2 separate regions of the Mus musculus genome follow, and region 2 is linked to region 1. Evidence: chromatin contacts called from public HiChIP or PLAC-seq data. All regions are on one chromosome and are shown on one strand. Each heading gives the region's core, a stretch centred on a gene start, on an enhancer-like site or on the middle of the called end of the contact. The rest is flanking DNA. Distances are from core to core; before and after follow the strand shown. Region 1 overlaps P3h2 (prolyl 3-hydroxylase 2). Region 2 has its middle 150 kb from the start of Ostn.

Region 1 (7,185 bases), core at 2,733-5,232:
TAGGGCTTTAGGTCAGAACTGAACAGAAGATGAACAGAAGAAAAGTACAGGGGAGGTCGGCAGCCAGGAAAGGCGCGCACCTCAGTAGCATCTTATGTCGGGGCTGTAAGAACAGCTTGCACTAGCTCAGACACAAAGAAAGACAAAAAAGGCACCAATGGCCAGAACCTAGCAGAGGCCAGATAACTTTCTAGGATGTGTCGCATCCTCCTTCCCCTGTAGTTTCTCTTTCCCTGTGTTTTTAATCTACAAAATGCCAGCACCATTGCTCTATGCAAAGGTCTAGACAGCAAATTGTGGAAAATTCGGCACCCTACTTTAGTACTAATTTTATATCCGCCACTCCATCACAATAAATTGTAGCATTTTATTAAAAAAGTTAATACATAACTTGTTCACAGCTCCTTCCTACTCAAGACACTTCAACACCAGTGTTTATGCTACATGGAAAAGTACTAAGAAACTTCTCCAGTGTGCAGGCTTTAGTGCCATCTAGTGGTCAGAGTAGGAACTGACAAGCACCTCGTAGAATTGCTAGTTGAAAACTTTCTACTCTGGATAAACTTCCAGGAATCACCTGAGAGTCTGATCCCTAAAACACTAATGCCTGATTCCCACCTTCAGATGTGTGTATCTAACTATTTCCAGAGCTTTCTGAGTACCAGGAGTTTAAAACTTCCCAGGTGCTTCTATAATGTAACAAAATTTGTGAATCCCTGGTTTAAACACCAACTTAGGATTTCTGAACTCAGAAAACCTGTCTAAGAAAAGTAGCAGATTCTCTATATAAGTTACTGTATGGTGCATGGTTGTGCATGTCTTTACTCCCAGCACTGAGGAGCAGAAGCAGGTGGATTTCTGAGTTTCAGGCCAGCTTTGTCTACAGAGTGAGTTGTAGTACAGCCAGGGCAACTAAGAGAAAACTCTGTCTCAAAAAATAAAAAATCATATATATGTGTTATGTGTGTGTGTGTGTGTGTGTGTGTGTGTGTGTGTGTGTGTGTGTGTATCAGTGTGTGTGTGAGAGAGAGATCAAAAGAAAGAAAGAAAGAAAGAAAGAAAGAAAGAAAGAAAGAAAGAAAGGAAGGAAGGAAGGAAGAAAGAAAGAGAAAGGAAGGAAGGAAGGAAGGAAGGAAGAAAGAAAGAAAGAAAGAAAGAAAGAAAGAAAGAAAGAAAGAAAGAAAGAAAGAAAGAAAGAAAGAAAGAAAAGAAGAGAGAGAGAATCTTTAGGGAGTATTCAGTCACATACATACATACATACATACATACATACATACATACATAAGATATTAGATGGTCTGTAGACATCTGTCCCAGCACTTGGGTTTCTTCCCTCTTCTTTTTCTTTTTATTAGATATTTTCTTCATTTACATTTCAAATGCTATCCTCAAAGTCCCCTATACCCTCCACCACCCTGCTCCCCTACCCACCAATTCCTGCTGGCCCTGACATTCCCCTGTACTGGGGCATATGATCTTCCCAAGACCAAGGGCCTCTCCTCCCATTTATGGCCGACTAGGCCATCCTCTGCTACATATGCAGCTAGAGACACAGCTCTGGGGGGTACAGGTAACAGACCCCTTCAGCTACTTGGGTATTTTCTCTAGATCCTTCATTAGGGGCCCTGTGTTCTACCCGATATATGACTGTGAGCATCCACTTCTGTATTTGCCAGGCACTGAAATAGCCTCACAAGAGATAGCTATATTAGGGTCATGTCGGCAAAATCTTTCTGGCATATGCAATAGTGTCTGGGTTTGGTGGTTATATAGGTTTCTTCCTTCTTAAGAGAAGCATGTACTGAGAGTTTCTTGTGGTCATCAAATGTGAAAGCTTTGCATGTGTGTCAGCTTGCTGAGCCCCATGCTTTCAGATGTAACGATGCAGTTTTCCATTATTTAGTATCTCTGCCTGTATCGTTATTAACTCCCAGCTCCTACCTGGCAAGAGCTTTCTTTTCAAGTCAGAACACAGTTATTCTTATAACTTAGTATGCTGAAAACTGTACTAGGACCTGGCAAAGGGGAACAGAAACTGGACAGGACAAAATTCCTGCTTTCATGGAACTTAATGTCAAGCCAGAGAGATGATAACAGGGACCCACATTATTAAACAACTGGGCAAGTTTTTTAAGAATTGTCTGCAGTAAATGATCACTTAGGGACATAAAGAATCAGTTAGGGAAGGTTTAATTTGGGAATTAAATGTAGGCAATAAGATTTATAAGCTGAGCATCCCTGGGGAGATGCACTCTAGGCCTTCATTCCCATAAATACTTCTCTTTTCATATAATAGAGCCCTTGACAAGAGGTAGTAGGTTTTCTGGGCACTGGAAATATTTCAGTGACCACGACAATGAGATCCTTCTCTCTCCTTTTTACAACCTAAAAGAAGAATAAAGGACTGCAAATAAGCAAAGGTGTGTAAATAATCAGATTTATTACAACAGCAATACACCTATTGCTATATTTTATATATAGTCTATATAAAAATAGAATAACATAACTGACTTAACAGTAGATATTAGACGAACTATTTACAAATGCAGGATATGTGAGCCAACTACAAGGAACACTGGAAGAGAGGGAGGATGGCTTGCAGAAGACCGGAGGTTTGGGGTAGTGTACTTGAGAAACAAAACTGGATGGGGAGGCAGCTCAGGGTTGCAGCACACGCCTTGCATGTGCTTAGCTTCTGGACCCTATCCCTAGCACCAAGAAAACAAACAAACAAACAAACAAACAAACAAAAAACTGAAAACACAGCCCACAGAATGAAGGCCAAAGTAGCCAGAACGGCGTGTTTTCTAAAAGGAGCGTTGAATGTAAGGGTGAGAAGGAGCCAGGGGCAGTGTTTCACACTTCATATTAGGCTGGTGGACTTTTTTCTAGCTGCTAAGAAGCCATTGTGGCCATCCTTCGCTCCTCACACCCTTGTAAGCTCCCCTAGTCGTAGGGGATGACTACACGGAAAAGATGACATTAGCCAACATGTCGACTTAGATTAGAGGAGTACCACAGGTCACAAGGGTTTAACTTCAAGGGGAGGTTGCCTTGGAAGTTTAAGAAGACCTGCTGTCTCTATGCTGCACTGGTACAGGGGTAAAAGAAAACACAGACTATACTGGGAGTCTTCGGGGGGAAGGGGTGTATTTCAAACCAGGGCTGGGAAGCTATTTTGAGAATGAATACTCAGAGACTTTGAGGTAACCAAAAGTTTTAGTATAAGGTGGGCAACAGAGGGGCAGCACACAATATAACTGAGGAAGAAAAAACAATATTAAAAATCTGAAAGCTCACCAAGTAAACAGAACCAGGAACCAACAGAAGAATGGTGAGTGCCATGTGGAACAGTGTTGCAGTTAGACTTAAGGGAGATTGTCTACCAGGAGCCTGAACAAGGAGGGAAATTTGTTTGGAACCTTCTAGAATACCCAGTGAGAAGAATCTGAATGAGTTACTCTTAAGATGTAGCGCTTAGCTATTTAGAGGACCTTTCACAATGTCCAGACACAGTTTTAGTTCCCACAATGTGGAGACATCTTCTAGACCAGGGATGTTAACATTAGCAGTATACAGGAAAGTTTCTCTGTCTCTGTCTCTGTCTCTCTCTTTCTCTCTCTCTCTGTCTCTGTCTTTGTTCCCTCAAATGTCAGTAGTACCATGTCTGAGAAACTCTGTCCTTCATTCTCCATTAAAAAGACAGGGACAGACACAGGACACAGAAAGACAGGGCCAAAAACCTTATCAAGTGTGGGAGATCAGGACCAGGCTTTTCTGGCAAAAGGTGAGTATTCTTTTCTGAGAGACACTGAGCTAAGTAAGAGATGATGATGCCTGGGAGACAGAAAGGGTAGGAAGCCAATGAATAGATGAAACATCTTCTGTAAGAGCCATCTCGGAAAGTAATTGCATAGAATGTGGGGATGTGTGAAGAGCGTACCGGTTTGGCTGAAGTAGGCTTATCCCTGTCTGGGTGTTGCACCAATCTGTGCACAGATGGCTGGCTGGAAATGTTGGGGAAGCATCTGCTGCCCGGGCTGGTTATTACACTTGTACCAGAAATGTGTCAATTGTCTTTTTGCAGGAGCGGATACAGGCAGATGAAGTGATTGCCATCTTGGATCAAGAACAGCGCGGGAAGCATGGACTGAATATTAACCCCAAAGATGAGCTATAGAAAAGAGAGTGCTCTATTGAATATTTATTTAAATAGATGATCTTATGAGAACCTTTTTATTTTTGTACAGAGCCGTAGTATAAATTAACAGGATACTAAGAGTCGTTAGATTTCTCCCCCTGTTCCCAACTTCGCTTCATTTGCTTTCTTCTGGTCTTCATTGTTTTGCTTCAGTTCATCATTCAGAGCCCATTCACACCCTCAAGCACACACCGCACTGAGTCACAACACCCACACTCTTCATGTCACACCAGTAAACATGCAACAGAATTTACACTACAGAAGTGCACACAGGCCATGTACACATGGCACAAACTCCCAAATACGCCACACATACATAAGACAAACATAAACATACAGAAACACATACCACCCAGATACACAAACACTACATGGCACACACACACACACACACACACACACACACACACACACACACACACACACAGTTACTTTGCAGCATATTCAGAATATCAACATGATCAGCCTGCACTCAGCACCCCACAGCTAGAGTGTGCCCCGAGGTCTAAAGATAGGATGTGAATTGGTCTCAGGCTTCTATGGTTTGCTGCCTTTCCCCCATCACCTTTCATGGTTCCATTGGCTGAGAGTTCAGACTCTTCACAGCAAGTTTGCCTTGTGTCTACAGGAGCTCCCAGGACACAGTCTGCCAAGTCCCAAGAATCACAGAGAACAGCATCTTTCAGGCTTGAGGAAGCCACCACTGGATTAAGGACTATGGCACGGGGTCCCCTTGGGTAGAATGTTAGGACTGGTGTTTTCAAATGAAGTTCTGATTCCCCTCCACAGTGCTCTGTAAGAGGGGACACCTAAACAGGGGTTCCAGCAGTGTAGGTTCACCCCCAGTGGTGATGGAAGAATGAATACCTTAAATTGCCCTGCCCTAGGCACTATTGCTGCTGGAGAGGGGCTCCTGCTGGTATAAATTCAGAGCTGTTTCTCACAGGCTGCACCTCAATGGCTTCTGTTGGGCAGCCTCCTCTTCCTGCTGCTGTCAGCTCACACAGGCATGCTGTGTCTGAAGTGTTTAATAAAGGGATCCTTGTTACAGAACTTGTCTTCCGATGCACACCTATTTTATCTTCCAATGATGTTTTTGTAACTATCTGGGACAACCCAGGAACACATGGACCATGACAACTCTGCCAGCAGACAGTGGTCTGCAAGAAAGTGGGTAACTTGCTTTGGAGGGAACAAGACTGGCTAGCGAGCTGGAGTGTTAATTCAGAGAACTCAAAGACTTCGGGGTTCACTGCAAAGGCTCTGCTCTCAGACCACACCCACTGTTGCAATGTGCTCCAGTAAAGGGGGAGGTTCACTTTCTGCCACTTGTGATCTGGTTAGGGCTAAGAAGACTTTGCTCGGTGGAACTGAGAAATTCAACTTCAGTGCTGTGTGCTGTTGGCCTACCACTGCCAAACCAGAATTCAGGATGTATCTCTGCCGTGGAAGACTGGGCAAAGCTCTCAATTCCCGGGTGACCTAAAGCAACTAACTCGCTTCCTCTTTCTGGACTCCAGTTCCTCTTCTGAAAATGGTGTCATTCATTATAATTGTTTCCAAAACCCTATGCCTTCCTCAAGATTCAAACTGAACATAAACCAATAGCAAGACTAATATTAGAAATATTAAAAAATACAAGCAAGTTTTTTTCTGCTAACATCTGAGAGTGGCAAGTGACGTCACCACAGGGCTACTACAGGGCTATGAAACTTTTACCCCGACTTTAGGGTTGACAGTTCGTGATATGTGAAGCAGTTAATTTGTTTGCTCTTCACTGCAAAGCACTTGCTGGCACAAAAACTCCATGATAGACAGATCTGGGCAAGGATCTAATTTCTGTTTTCTGGTTACAAGACATCAACAAAGAAATCAGACCTTGGCTCTGCACAGTTCTTGTTTCCTGGGTGCGCTCGTGCCCTGGGAGAGGCAGCAGCTTCAGCACAGAATGTGCCATCCAGCCCATAGAAAGTGGGTAAGCGCCTCAGTAGATGCCGCCACTGTTGTGTGCGATCCCATCGTGTGTCACGCTGACAGCAGGGAGTGGTTGTTCCCGTTCTGCTGGTTGGCCATGTTGCTTTACACCTGGAACATCGAAGATCTACTAAAGCATTCATTTTTTTAATCTGCTCCACATCAAACCATGCATAATTTCATTCAAATATTTAGGGAGTGCCATCGAATGACTTAGGAAAGCCAAACTCAGAAATTAGAGTCTATATGTTAAATAGTCCTGTTTGCAAATAAGTGGAAAATCCCATTCGAATATTTGTAGTTATAAGGGCTGAAGAAAGCCAAAGAGATTACAATCCAGTTGCCTCTTTCACTTTGGGCAAAAACTGAGGCTCCGACATGATGCTGTGATGACTGAGTTAGAGCAGACAGGAGTAGGACTGAAGCCACCGCTGTTGGAATAGGGGATGCAAGAATGCCTTGCCTGTGAGGCTGAAATCTAGATGCAGGGCTCCCTCTACCTAGAGAATTTGTACGTTTACCTCTTTGGCCAAAGATGGAACTTGCCTCTCTCATCCATGCCTCTGCAGGTCTAGATCCTTCCACCAGGGCCACCTTTTCCCTTGTTTACACACATGGACCCTAAGCTCACAGCAGAGTAAATAACAAAGTCTTACTTTTTTATCACTTAAGGACCATTTGTCCTTTCCTTTTTCAAAGTTCTATATTTCAAAGGCTGGTTTTCATCATCATAATACTGTATCGAACAGATATAACACTAAATATGGTCTTTCCTGGAGAATGCACATATGTTCTAAGCATGGGATACAATGCCCATTTAACAGTGGAAGACAAAGAGAGCCATGAACACTGTAATGACTGCCTGTAGACACTTCCTTGACTTAAGAGCATGGAGCCAGAGGAAGAAGCAAGATCTTACCAGAGAAAAGCAAAACCATCTGAGAACTGTTGCTCTCTACACCATCTGCCCAGGCCTAACTAATTTGCTAACAGGAAAGGTTTGCTTTTCT
Region 2 (6,847 bases), core at 1,885-4,384, 1.2 Mb before region 1:
CCAAATATTCTTGAGTGTAGGCCTTCCATAGAACCAGGTTAACCTATCATGGGTTACACATTTTAAGAAAACTACTTTCTCCCTCCCAACAATAGTCAGCATTAATGACTATTTGGCTGTAGGTAGAACTCTATGCTCTCTTGCTACCCCTCGCTGGGATTTTGTTTGCATTGATCTGGCATGGCAATACAGCATGAATCTCTAGAAAGAAATGTTTTTCAAACTATTTTCTATATTTTGTGTCCACAATAATTATAGAATTTGTCACTTAGTCCAAATGCAAAGGCAAAGTTTATCATTTGAATTTCTAGGTTACATTTAACCACCAATTTACGTATTAGTTTATAATGTGTGAAAAGGTGAAAAGTATAGTATAAAGCTTCATCATACTGAAAAAGCCAAATATCTCTGCACAGATAAGGGTTAGAAGTCAAAAACAGATTCTTATAAACAACTGGTCATAAATATTAGACACAATTAAATAATGTTCTACTAAGATTATCCTAATTGTATGTTGATATCTACACATAAGAAATGGAGGTCATATATCCATGTCAATGAGTTCATAGTTTAAATATGTATATGATTGACTTCAGGTAAATGCAATCAATATATTAGGTATTGTGAAAGCTTTATTCAAAGATAATATATTTGCTTTTTATGTTGGAGAAGAAAACATAACAAAAGTAAACCATGTTGTTATCCCGTTGAATTGGAATTCATAGATTTGGGGCAGAAAGAATTGAGAGGAACTCTGTGACATAGAAGCCCATATGTGTCACATCTGTCTGGTCAAACAATATGTTTTGAGAAGAAAGTTTCCAACCGATGACCACCAGGGCACCAAGCCAAACAGATGGATTGAACTTCTCTGTGCTACCTTCCATCATTCAGTATCACATAAGCCTAATTACAAGGCTCCTCAAAGCATCAGAAAAAAGTACTGGAAGCAACAGATGTAGGGACCCTCTAAATTAGTCAGTCCTGAAAAAAAAAAAAAAGGTCCAGACTGACCTCGAACTTGTGATCTTCCTCCCACTGCATCCTTCAGGAAATCCTACCACGTGTGCTACCACAGCAAGCAAATGTGTAGCTCAGGCTGGCCTTGAACTCATGATTCTCCTGCCTCTGAACCAGAGACCTGGGAGATGAGACACTCCCAGGACTCAAAGGGTGGGACCTTAGAAGAAATGTCCGACAGTAGGAAGAGGGAGTTTATAGAGCCCACCTTCAGCAGGAAGACAGGACATCAAGTGAGGGATGGGGTTGCCATCCCACAGTCACCTCTCTGACCCATAATTGTTCCTGTCTGAAAGACTTGCAGGGATGGAAATGGAGAGGAGCACGAGGAAAAGAAGGTCCAGCAACAAGGCCAACGTGGGATCCAGCTCAAGGGGAAGTCCCAAGGCCTGACACTATTACTGATGCTATCGAACTCTCACAAAAAGAGATTTATCATGACTGCAGAGTCAGATGCAGATATTTGCACCCAACCAATGGACAGAAGCATATGACACCTATTGTTGAATTAGGGCAGGCTGAAAGAAGCTGAGAAGGAGGGCGACCCTATAGGAGAACCAGCAGTGTCAATTAATCTGGACCCCCCCCAATATCTCTCAAACACTGGACCACCAAACAGATATCATAAGCAGCTGTTATGGCACCCCCCCCAACACATATGCAGTAGAGGACTTCAGGGTCTGTGTTCATTCAGAGATGGTGTACCTAACCCTCAAGAGACTGGATGTCCCAGGGAGTTTGAAGGTCAAGTGGGGTGGGAGTGAGGACATCCATGTGGAGATGGGGTAGGGTGGAAAGGAGGTGTGGCATGTGGAGCTGTCAGAGAGTGGAAGAGGGAAGTGGGGAATGGAATCTGGAGTGTAAAAAATAAATTAAAAATAAAATATATTTTATGAAAAGGCTACAGATGAATTTAAGAACGCTAAGACAAACTGGACCCAGGTGGACTTCTGTCAAGGTGTCCCAAAGAAAATAGCAGAGTATTTAATCTGAAAGTCCTGTGCCAGTAAGAGTTAGCATACTGATGCTGAAATTCATTTAGACATGTGCCGTGATGAGTTTTCTTCCTGTCACAAGAGCAAAACTGATTTTTAACAGATTGTTAGGTATTTGCCCAGGAGAAGCCAGCAACATAAATTAAATTCTAGGATCATAGCACATCTGGGTTTTGGTATTAATATGGAAATCTTGGGTTCTTGACCTGAGCTAAGCTGCTGAAATCAGAGATCATCAGAGGGGATGGGTGTTGAATTTATCTGTAACTGGCAGAAGCACTGAAAAGTAGTCAAGACTAAAGAACTGACTCTCAAGTTTCATGAGAATTCACAAAGGAGGCAACTGATGAATACAGAAATACTTATAATAAAAGCATATGAAAGTCTTCTGTTATAACAAAACAGATTTTAATGCAGTTGAGACTATCAAAGGCCTTAGGAAATTATGATTAAATAGGTCATATATAATAGAGACACAGGAAAATCACCATATCTTAAATATCAATCAAGAACTTAGGTGAATGTCTTTGTACAAAATATTGAAAGAAAGTCAGGGAGTCAATAGAAAGAAATCAAGGATTCACACTGAGGTTGCAGATTTTTATGTGTAATTGTCTGGAAGAAAAATTAGGCAGCATACTGGACAAATCTAAAGACATTTAGTGTATCATTATTCATAGGCAAGCCGTTGGTGGTGATTAAATTACTAGTACTCAGTGGGAAAAGTCTAAGCACGTCTCTATGTTTTATATCGGAAAAGAATCCTACAACATATAGTGGTCTGGCACACATTACAGACATCACTAAAGTTGCCTTAGTCTAGTACAGTGTGGGTTATGAGCTATTTGGGAGGCAAATGACTGATGCACATCAGATAAGCTATATATCAGATATTTAAAATGAGATTCATAGTAGCAGAATTAGTTGTGAAGTATCAAGAAAAATTAGTCACCACAACATGAGGACCTAGGGTTTTAAACCTGTTTTTAAAAGGTCACCGCATAAGAAGGTTGAGAATGAGTGCTCTTGTATAACATGCCAGCTCACCACTGCAACAGTTATAGCAGTTAAATAATTGTACTGCTTCAGTGTGCCAGGGATCTGTCCTCTGTTTGTCCAGGGCCATCGTTTGCAGCTGGGTTGGGAGACATCCAGTTCTCTGATCTCATTCCCATGTCTACTCTGGCTACTTCTGTCATCAATTCTTTCAGTTTAATTTTACTACAAAGCCTCTTCTGAGACAGCAATTAGTGCATCAAATATCCATTGGAGATATCAATGGTATCAAATCCTGTGGAGAGGGGATGGGCTCAGAATGAGTGAACGATCGTTCAAAGATGTCTTGATTAGGGTTGGCACAACCCCGTGTTTATTTGCATTTGCTTATCAATAACTGAAGACAGATTGCTCAGATAAATTCACATGTCCTTGTGCTAGGTTATCCTTTTCAGCTTACACAAGTTCTTTGACAAGCAAAAATGTTATTATAATAGCATTTCTATATAAGAGAAATGAATTCATTTTCCCGAATGCTGTCTCTTAGATATCTTAGTAGATAATGACTCCTCATGAGCTTGTTTAGGTTCCCAGATGAAAAAGTTACGATGATGGAGATAGCAATGCTCTGAGCGCCCACAATAGTATATTCTATGAACTCCCTTAGGGGTGAATGATATGTAATAGTTAGCACCTGAATGACATCTACCCTACTATTCTCTTTTGTCAAGAGAGGGGCACTCATTGGAAAATACTCATCTCAAATGTGTAATTTCATTCTTTAATGTTTCCATACACCTTCTTCTTCTGAGCCTCTACTTTTCTTTCATTCTTCTTCATTTCCATTCTCTCTCCCTGGGTCTCTCTCTTTCTATCTTTATTTACTTTTGAAGTACTTGTTGGAAGAAAAAACAGTCCCACCATTTTGAAAATGACCTGGTTCTTATACATGTGCAGCTTATGATATCTTTATAAAAAATAATCTCAACAATATTACAAAGCACATTATACTGACACTATAATAAAATAAATAAAATCTAGGGTGCTTCATTATTTTTTGAAATAGAAATTTTCAAAAAGAAAAAAGTCACTGTTATGACTAGTTAACAAACAAACAAAAATGTTTTTCTTTCTGTTGTAGTTGCCAATTAATCTCTACTGAAACTGACCTGGTGGTGGCAGCAGGAGCTCCTCACCACCTGCCCCAATGTTCTGGGTTCTCAAATGAAAGATACACACACACATACACACACACACACACACACACACACACACACACACACACACACACACACACATGCACGCACACATGCACACAGCACCTTATATTTTAATATGCCTTATACAGCTCAGTGGCTGGAGCACTCCCTGACTTCCACATGGCTAACACCTCCCCTTTGATACTCCTGAGTTATTACTTACTAAAGTCAATATTACATCTTTGCTGCCCTAGACCAAATGGGGAGAAGAACTGGGACTGCTCTTCCCCAGCTCTTACATTGTTGGTATTCTCTCTCTTTTGTACCTCTCAGGCCTGGACCTTATTCCTTTCCTACATGTCTGTTCTGTTTCCTTCCTCCTCCTTCAGTTTCTCGCCTGGGCATCCTAAAGTCCCACAGATATCTTCCTGCCCAGCAATTGGCCACCAGCAACTTTATTTACCAACCAAAACCAACTAGGAGCAGGGTCCTTCACTGTCTTACATGCAGACATGTGGACATCCATGTAATCTTGGAGACCTAACTAACATAAGTAGCATTAGACCAAATCCACAACACCTTTCTGCCCTAAAGGACGGGGTATTATTTTTCTCAAGTGTTTCATCATTTTGTAGTCTATTTTGTGAGTGTATGAGCCTTATGAATGTGCATTATTACATATCTACCTTCTTTCTGAAACAACTACTTCTTTCAACCTTCCCTTTCAATATTCCTCTGAATAGAATTTTAAATCCAGCAACACATACTTCCTGCTATCCTCTTATATAAATAAAGCAGGAGACCCCATTGTCTATCCATCAGGGTCTATAATTTCTTCACTGTGCTATGTTTCCAGCTAACTTTGCTTAGTATTGGTATCTTCCTGAACGTTTGGGCCAAAATGAATTGTCAATGGATAGATTGTTAATGTTCACTAATTCTAGAAGCATAAGTGGTAACATGATCCTGGAAGAAGAAGCATTTTCCCACAGTGGGAATATCACTGAGATTATACTCAGAAAATCCTACTGAATAATATTTATCTCATCTGCATTCACTCAGATAAATCTATCAAAATATCAATTTTCTCTAGTAATAGTTCTATTACAAGGCACAGTGTGATTTGTTGGATTAATATTGTATACATCATCATTTAGTTTCCAAATAGTCATTGTTACTGTCCATTACTATTCTAAACACTTGATATGAAACCTAAAGACAAACACACAGGTATAGTGGGTCTTGAGAACAAAGTCTAAAATGTGATGCGGAACACAGGCATTACTGAAACAATCATAAATGACACGTTTAGCAAGTAAGAAAAGAAAGAGCACACACAATGGGAGAACTCTTCTTTATTACAGAAATTTAGGTTGGAAAAGTCTCATCAATTATCCTATGGGAAGTCCCAAACAAGTAATTAAGGAAAGCAACACAGTATGAATGTGTAAATATTCTAGGCTGCTAAAGCCATGAAACTAAGAAGATGGGAGCTGTAGAAATGACTTGGAGCTTAAAAGCACTGACTGTCCTTCCAGGGATCCAGGTTCAGTTTCCAGCATCCACATTTAATCTAAAATGATTGAGTGGCTCACAATCATCTGTACCTCCCATTCTAGGACCTCTGATATTCTCTTGTGTACTGTTCTCCCACAGAACACATGTAGTGCATATACACACATGTAGGGAAACATGCACGGTCATCCCCTTTATAAAAGTAGATATGATTCAAGATGACACTTAAAATGTCAACAGGCAAGGCTTGAAGACTCAGATTGTATAATTTGCATCTAGAGGTTCCTAGGAGCCTCTAGATTCCTTACTCTATATATCATTTCATTATTGTTCTACTCTCCTCTCTATATGCTAAGATGCACAACCATGGAATTGTTCCCATATCCAGTAAGTAGGTCTTTAATTCCTGTTAGGATGTCATCTGTGGTTCACAGATCTTTTTAAGTAGCTATGCAACTCATACTTCTGAACATCTAGAAGGTATGAAGTAAAATTAGATATTGAAGCAACCGAGTTACTTCCAGACAAGACTGCATTCTGGTGTTGTCCATAAGCATTCTATAACCCTGTCTCAGAATGCAGGTTTTGCTAATGTCTGTAATGTACGTGTACTGTGATAATTTTGCTCCAGATCATCAGAGGGCAGCTTAGAAATCTGTCCACATTCACTGCTTGTGTCTTCAGTGCTATAGACATATTTTTATGTGAGAAAAAAAATGACATTGTTCTAGATTTGGCTGTGGTTACTTCCACCTTTCCAGCTGTTCCACTATCTTCTATTTCTTTAAGTTATACATTTTTAGTGCACTAATTGAAATGGTACTTATTAAAAATAATCACCTTTATATGCCTTAAGATAACCAAATAATATTGTTTATAATATTTTCCATTTGTTTTGCTTATTTGGAAATCTCTAGATGGGTTAGTGGTTCTTAAATCTGGGGAAGATGATGATAATGATGATGATGATGGTGTGTGTGTGTGTGTGTGTGTGTGCACGGACGTGCACTCGCAAAAAAACTTGTCATTAACTGTCCAGGAGCTTTCAAGGTCCTTTCCAATTCAGATTTTATGATTTTATGACACTAATCTATGGATATATGATAGATTAAATTTTAGAAT

Evidence for each region. HiChIP or PLAC-seq counts read pairs in DNA pulled down with a chosen protein or histone mark.
Region 2: a contact with region 1 is called in an H3K27ac HiChIP or PLAC-seq map of VIP interneurons, with 13 times the contacts expected there. The contact joins two enhancer-like sites. A contact is called at or near these places in 8 of 39 promoter capture datasets (the 3T3-L1 cell line, cranial neural crest, frontonasal cranial neural crest and 5 more), 2 of 15 datasets of contacts at CTCF or cohesin (embryonic stem cells and large pre-B cells), 33 of 484 Hi-C or Micro-C datasets (the AML12 cell line, B cells, the C2C12 cell line and 22 more) and 2 of 115 datasets of contacts at active chromatin or transcription factors (VIP interneurons and embryonic basal ganglia).

What each region holds. Positions count from the first base shown.
Region 1 is chr16:25,957,353-25,964,537 of GRCm38.p6, reverse strand. P3h2 (prolyl 3-hydroxylase 2) reads left to right here. Exons shown (of 15, transcript NM_173379.3): 15 at 4,088-5,254. The coding sequence ends at 4,180. Among named protein-coding and RNA genes, the nearest start is that of P3h2, 140 kb to the left of the region's middle. Within about 2 kb of position 3,982, at least 29 of the 459 cell types and tissues checked have an H3K27ac peak or open chromatin away from gene starts, as enhancers often do. A contact at or near this core is called in VIP interneurons, where this site is marked.
Region 2 is chr16:27,152,313-27,159,159 of GRCm38.p6, reverse strand. No RefSeq gene overlaps it. Among named protein-coding and RNA genes, the nearest start is that of Ostn, 150 kb to the left of the region's middle. Within about 2 kb of position 3,134, at least 17 of the 459 cell types and tissues checked have an H3K27ac peak or open chromatin away from gene starts, as enhancers often do. A contact at or near this core is called in VIP interneurons, where this site is marked.